Regions from separate parts of the Mus musculus genome. Here region 2 is linked to region 1. Evidence: chromatin contacts called from public HiChIP or PLAC-seq data. All regions are on one chromosome and are shown on one strand. Each heading gives the region's core, a stretch centred on a gene start, on an enhancer-like site or on the middle of the called end of the contact. The rest is flanking DNA. Distances are from core to core; before and after follow the strand shown. Region 1 holds the start of Tnrc6b (trinucleotide repeat containing 6b). Region 2 holds the start of Gtpbp1 (GTP binding protein 1).

Region 1 (3,725 bases), core at 415-2,914:
CTATCAGAAACTACATACTCAGACAATCAAGTTTAAGACAAGCCCTTAAAAACAGTGAAGAACAAGCTGAGCCTCTTTAATTCAGCATTCAGGAAAGAGGCAGGTGGTGGATCTCTGTAAGTTCCAGACCAGCCTGGTCTACAAAGCAGTTCGAGGCCAGCGGAGGCTACATGATGAGACCTTGTCTCAAAAACAAAACAAAACAAAACAAAACACACAGAGGCATGCATCCCAAGTGGGACAAACCAGTCTAATCTGTATTCTGGATACTGGTTATCCAGTATATGCCTACCTGTAGAGACTACTACTACACTGATATCCCTCCCACTTACTACATCGATACTCATGCTATACAAGTGTCTCCATGCTCTGCTCTTTAAGGAGCGTTCAAAACCCACGGCGAACACATAGTTTTAAAGTCAAGAACTGAAATCTCCCACAAGCGAAGAGAAACATTTCACAAAAGGCTAGGATGTGTGATTTTTGTACAGCTTACTGCTATGTTTAACTGTGAAGGAGGTACAAATGATGTTTTTATTCACGGAGTCTTGGTTGGTACTCTTTATTCAGAATCCAAGCAGCCCAAAGACACAGGAGAAAGCTTGAAGCTCAAAGTCTCAGACGGGTGACCTGCGTCCAAGACTAAGGATGGATGAGACGGCTGCTGTTCTTGGGTGTCGTGATAGCCACTGTAGTGAATTTCACTGGACCAGATATTTATTTAGCCATCATGGACTAACAAATCCGTTAGTTTGGAATTAAAGGGCACCTTACCAGCATTAGGTAGCAAACCCTTCCCAAGGCTCTTTCCAAATCTGTCATCCCTCCGCCCCTCGCCCCTCGTCTGTTTCCTCATCCAAAGTGAGCATCGCCTCGCCACAGCACCCCACCCCCGACCGCACGCAGCTCTCGCGGGATGCCCGTGGAACCTCGCTATCGGGGTCCAGCACATAAGCCTGCACGCCCGCCGCGCGGGGACACCGGATGCTCGCGCCCCACCGCCTGGCATTTGCAGCTCAGAGGGCCCTAGGCGACACGAAGCGCTCGGACAGCCACCGGCCCACCCGGAAGCCCTTTCCTCCGCTCACACCTGCAGGCGCGTGACGCCGGTCTGTCCCGGCCCCAATACTTGGGGACACCAAGGCCCTCGCGACCGACGTGACCGCGCGTCCCTCACACACCCCTCCCCCGCCTCACGTCTGCACATTGCGATCCCACAGCGCGCCCCGGGCAAGCGCCCCGGCCCGCCGCGGCCCACTCGGGTCGCGCGCGCTCTCTCCACCCGCCCCCCCCAACCCGCCCCTCCCGCCCGGCTCGCTCCCGTCGCGCGCGCGCGCGCGCGAGGACACGCACACGCTGCACCTCAGCGGGCCGTGCCGCGCGCCCCCGAGGGCGTCCTCAGTCGCCCACCCTGGGTCGCCCCGCTCCGCTCCGCCTGGCGGCTCCCGAGAAAGGAGCAGGCCCGCGCGGCCCACGATCCTCACTCACCGCTGAGCCGCGCCGGCTCCGAGTGCGCGGCGTTCCGCTGTGGAGCCCAGCGGTGACCGCGGTCTCCGCTCCTCCGCAAGCTGTGGAGGCGTCGTCGCGGGGAGGCTGAGAGGCGAGGGGGGTCACGGTCGCTCGCTTCACCTTGCCGAAGCTCGGGGACCCCAGAAACTAAAAACAAAATAAACAAACTTTCCCCTCCGCCTCCCTCCCCCAAAACCACAACACAAACACTCTGGCGCCCGCCCACAGCCCCACTCCATTGGCCGCAGGCAGGATGCCTCTAGCTTTCACTGGTTAGCTTTCGTGCCCGTCAAGCCGCTGGTCCTCCTCCCTTAAGTCCTCGCCGCTGCCGTCTCCCCTCATTGGCTAAGTGCTTCCCGTTTGCCGAGCTGGGATTGGCTGAGCGGCCTGCGCCAATCATGAGGGGACACACCCCCTCAGCATCCCAGAGGCCGCTTCCTCGGTCGCGGACCCAGAGAGACGAAGGGGAAACTAGAGCATGATGGCGGCCGAGATCACCTAGCGCAGTCATCTCTTCCCCCTTTTTTAGCTCACTAATGCCTCTCTCAGGGGCTGTTTCCCCCAAGCTCCTTTCACCATTCGAGACTGCACTAATAACGGAATCTATACGTGCAGGCTCCTTGATTTATCCCCTCCGAATTGCTGAGTGTGGGTTGGTTGTGCGTCATTGGACTGTCAGGGTGTCGCTCCCAAGTCACATCCTTAAGCTATTGGTGGATCAGCCAGAAAGCGGCCAACAACAAGGGCCCATGCCATTGGTTTGATTCCACTGTTTCCCCCACCCCCCTACCCCGGCCTCTTATTGGGCACTTCCGTGTTGTCCGTCAGATCCGGATTCTCCACACTACGTTTTGGCTGAGGAGCGGGGCATCTTTAGTCATTGAAAGTTGACAGTGATAACTACTATCATTTATTGTATTTTATTCCAAATACGGTCCCCAATTCTTTACAGAAACTATTCTGATTAAACAGTAATTTTACAGGAAGCAAAGCCAAAAGAGGTTAAGAGACTTATCCAAGGTCACCCATTTAGAAAGAAGTTTTGGGACATAAGGTGGTTTCTAGGCCTGTCTGACTCGTTTCTATACATGCCTTAGTATCTCTGAATAGTATCCGTCCGTCAACCCAGTATCTTAAAACTGTTTCCTTCAGAACCTAAATTACTCAGTTTCTGGCAATTAGAAACCTTGTCATTAACATTATTGGAGACTAACTTTAGAAAGATTGTCATCATATCCTCCTAGGCACCATTCTTCCCTGTTCTAAGTTAAACAGTATATTTTTCCTGACAAGAAGCACGTATAAAATCTATATTCTGTTTCTTTGTCTTTGTAAATGGTCATTTTTTTACCATACTTATGTGCCCAAGCAACACTCATACACACCTCTGACCATCTTTAGCTTGTTCCTTTGAAAGAATAAAGAATTCGAAATTAGGAGAAATTAAGTCTAGAGTGAGATAAAGAATCCATCCCTTTAGAAATAATTGATTGCATGCAAATGGAACAGTCCTCTGCCTCCAGGAAAGCTTCCAGAGCCGCTGATGTCGAGCAAGCCATGTGTGTTCTCCTGGCTTCTGGCCACAGGATTCTTTCTCTGTGACAGCTTTAATGGAAGCGACTCCACATTTCAGCCAGGGGAGGGCAGAATGCTTAAGACCCACTGCCAGAGTACCAGCCTCCAGCCTCTGGGACCGAAACGATCTCCAGGAACCTATGCTGGACTCTAACCCACATCTGGGCATGTTAGCGTATTACCATCCCAAATCCCTGTCCCTTGTAGGTGAGGGGGTTCATAGCCCTTGTTCCCCTTCCCTATCCAAGCTGTTGTGTAATCTCACTGGCACTGGCTTAACAATGAAACAGCCATTGTAACACAGCAGTAGGCTCAGCACTTACACCCTTCCAGCAGAGGAAGACAAGGTATTTCACAAACATCAACTAAGAGCAAATGGCAGGTATTCCTAGGATAATTCAAGGGCAGGAGAGAAATCATAAGTCAAAGTCTAATAAAGGACCTAAAGAGGTGAAATCTGATGACTCCAAGCACAGAGTTCACACTAGCGTTCAAAACAGAGATCAGAAACCAGAAAACACAGTGAGAAATGTCAAGGGTTCAGACCTTCCCAGCCTTCAGAGTTGATTGTTTTTATGTTACTTAAAAATATTTACTTCTATGTTTATTCACATGTATGTGCATTTGTATCTATGTTGAGT
Region 2 (3,258 bases), core at 598-3,097, 1.0 Mb after region 1:
GTTGGCTTCCAAGGGCCCAGCAGAGATTAGAAGGAGAAAGAACAGTTGGGAATTGCTTACTTAGGTTGGGGGCAAAGGTTCTTTCCAGTTTAGAGCCAAGTTTTATGTAGCATTGCCATCATGAGATGTCACATTTTCAAAGCACCATAAAATCTCCCATCCAAGTAGTAATCAGACCCGAGCCTGCTTAGCTTCCGAGATCAGACGAGATCAGGCTCGTTCAGCATAGTATGACCACAGACATCAAAGCTCCATAAAATCTCTATTGTAATTATCCTACAAAGCGCAGGGGGTGGGGCTGCTCTATCTTCCACCAGCTGCTTTTTAATCCTCACAGGGAATCATCATCTATCTAGTGCAAACATTTAGTGAGTCTCTGATATGCATCTGGGACTATAATGGGTCTTAACATTCTCTTCTAATTTTTTTATTTTTTTTAATTTGCGAGACAGGGCTTCTCTGTGTAGCCCTGGCTGTCCTGGAACTCACTCTGTAGACCAGGCTGGCCTCGAACTCAGAAATCCACCTGCCTCTGCCTCCCAAGTGCTGGGATTAAAGGCACGCACCACCACTGCCCAGCTCTCTTCTAATTTTTGCAACACATCTGCATTTTCTTGATGAGATGCTGGAGAAGTGAGAGGTTAAGAAAGTTTCCTAAGGTCACAGACCCTTTTAATGGCAACAGTTGGAAGGGAAGCCCAGTCCCTCCCTTGGCATCAGTTTCTTTAGTGATGTTTGACACTTTCTAAACACCAGTAACATCTTATAGTTACTTTCTTATTTTCCACAATGCCAAGTAAGTGGTGAGATCTTCATTTCTGCCTACCTTCTCAACACCGCAGAAGATGCTACTTAAAGATGCCCTTCCATATTGCATGAATACAAGAGGTGGCTCCACTCGTAAGTGGCAAGGCTGAGGGTCATGCCTATTTTTTTTTTTAATTATAACAAGGCAGGGTGTGGGAAGGCGACGAGTGCCACGGTGTACGAATCAGTTCTCTCCTTCACTAGGTGAGTCCTGGGGATCGAACTGAGGTTGTCAAACTTAGGAGGCAAGCCCCTTTACCTGCTGAGCCATCTTGTCGGTCCCATCTTTTTATTTTATTTGGGTGGACACGGAAAGAGGACGCTCCTCGGACATCATTCTCGCCGACTGAGCAACTACTTTCTGTTTACTTTCCAGAGACCAGGAAGAGAAACGGCTGCCACCCCTTAGACTGGCTACCTGTCTTCGTGAGTATCCCGCCCCCTGCCCAAGCCACCTTGACACTTGGTCCTCCGGGATGCTCCTAGAAGAGGAAGACCCTGCGTCTCAGGGACCCCCCTCCTGGGGAGGGCGGGCTGATCCACACGGGGACAGGGACACAGGGCGCGCGGCCCGAGTCGGGAACCCCGTTCCACGTGGCGGAGCCAAGTGGCAGCGATCGAGGCGGGAGCGGGAAGCGCGGGAGGCCGGGTGGACGCTGCCCGGTGCGGAGAGTGGGCCCGGGCCCGGCAGGTTCGGGAGAGCGGCAGGTGGGCGGGCTGCATCCCTTCAGCGCTCCCGTGAGCCGTGCCACTGGACAGCCGGCTGCCCGCCGTCGCCTCGGAGACCGTCCGGCCCCTCCGCGTACCCCTGGCCCCGCCGCCGCCTCCCGGGCCTACCTTGCTGGTGAGGTCCAGCTCCGGCTCGCCGTTGAGCGCCTCGCCGTCCTCGCTGCAGTCAGAATCGAAGCCGCCATGGAGTCGGGCCGCGGCCGCGGCGGCCCGAGCCGCCCCCGGAGAGCTAGGCTCGGGGGCGAACATCGAGGCCGGCACCGGCGAGTCGACCGGGGAGCGACTCCGCTCCGCCGCCATCTTTAAGAACTTAAGCTAATTCGCAGCCGGCCGCCCGCCCTCCCTCCCTGGCTCATTTAACTAATTTATGCTCGGCCCCGCCCCTTCTTGTTAGAATAATTTATGCGCGGCTTCCCCGCCTCCCGAGACTGTCACGTATCTCTAGCGGAGACACAGAAGACCCAGTCTCTCATTTACCAATCGTCGCAGCTCTCTCAAATACTTTAATGAATAATTAATGAGACCAAAACCCTAACAACAAACGTCGTAGTGGTCGGGAGCCTTGGTCCCACCTCTAGTGGGGCCAACACAGCGTGCACGCTACCTGCCTGGATCCTTCCCGCCAACGGGAGCGAAGCAGAGGTTTGACTGACTTGACAACAATCCAATGAAAAGAGGCATCCATTCTTTACTCCCCACCTCACTTTCCAGAGGCGGGGCCAGCCTCCAAATCATACTGCAAAACAGTCCCGCCTGGAGCCTCTCAAAATGATGGACAAGGGCGGGACCCAATCTTGTCCTCCCTAAGTCCCGCGCGTCTGGCCGCCGCATACCCAGATAGTAAACTGTGAAATGAGCCTGGCACTCCGAATGATTGAAGGCAGTTGCTGCAACACTGTGTCCGGCGTGCTGGCATGCGCAAGGCAATTTTTATAGTAGAATCGATGCTATGTATTCCAGGAGTGGTAATATTACAGCCGCCAGACCAAGACAATTAATTAAATGCTGACCTCAGGGAGTTCCATTCATGACTCCTCGGAGAGCAACTGAGTGAACAGAAAGATGTTGACAGCCCAAACTCTAGCGTAAATCCCCTCACGTTTTTGGTGAACAGCTGAGCCACAGGTCTAGGATCTGTCAAGGTAGTTTCTTGTGGCTTATTTTTCAGTTGCCACTTGTGGAAAGTCCCAGTCCAAAAAAAAAAAAAAAAACCCGCCGTTCGTGTACCTGAAATTCCCGTTTCAAATGTCTGAAAAATTTAGACTATTAGGTGAGTTCTGTTTTTTACCAAGATCTAATTATGCTGGCTGGACCTGGCCACTCCTCCTGGTAATAGATTAAAAAAAAGAGCAGCCGCCTGAGGAAGTACGAGAAATTTAGGGATTGGACCACAGGATGTATATAGTAAGTAAGGAAAAGGGTACAATATAGCCGTCACCTAATTCGGGGAGAGTCTTGTCCTCATTTTTAACGTACTACCAAGTCTGTGAGCAGATGCTGCTGGAAACCTGACCTTAATGGTTTTTTACTGAGATTTGTTTTTATTTTGTATGAATGGTGTGTGTGTGTGTGTGTGTGTGTGTGTGTGTGTGTGTATGTCTGTGTGCCACCTTTGTGCAGGGCCTGTAGAGTCTAAATGGGGCACCGGAACCCTTTTGGACTAGAGTCGCAGACGATTGTTAGCCTCCATTAGGGTACTGGGAATCCAACCCAGGTCTTCTG

Evidence for each region. HiChIP or PLAC-seq counts read pairs in DNA pulled down with a chosen protein or histone mark.
Region 2: a contact with region 1 is called in an H3K27ac HiChIP or PLAC-seq map of cardiomyocytes, with 5 times the contacts expected there. The contact joins the promoter of Gtpbp1 here to the promoter of Tnrc6b in region 1. A contact is called at or near these places in 2 of 39 promoter capture datasets (the 3T3-L1 cell line and liver), 3 of 115 datasets of contacts at active chromatin or transcription factors (cardiomyocytes, embryonic hindbrain and pancreatic cancer cells) and 1 of 9 other capture datasets (liver).

The regions. Positions count from the first base shown.
Region 1 is chr15:80,709,252-80,712,976 of GRCm38.p6, reverse strand. It overlaps Tnrc6b (trinucleotide repeat containing 6b), which reads right to left and starts at 1,664. Exons shown (of 25, transcript NM_144812.3): 1 at 1,489-1,664.
Region 2 is chr15:79,689,485-79,692,742 of GRCm38.p6, reverse strand. Gtpbp1 (GTP binding protein 1) reads right to left here and starts at 1,847. Exons shown (of 12, transcript NM_013818.2): 1 at 1,645-1,847. The coding sequence starts at 1,836.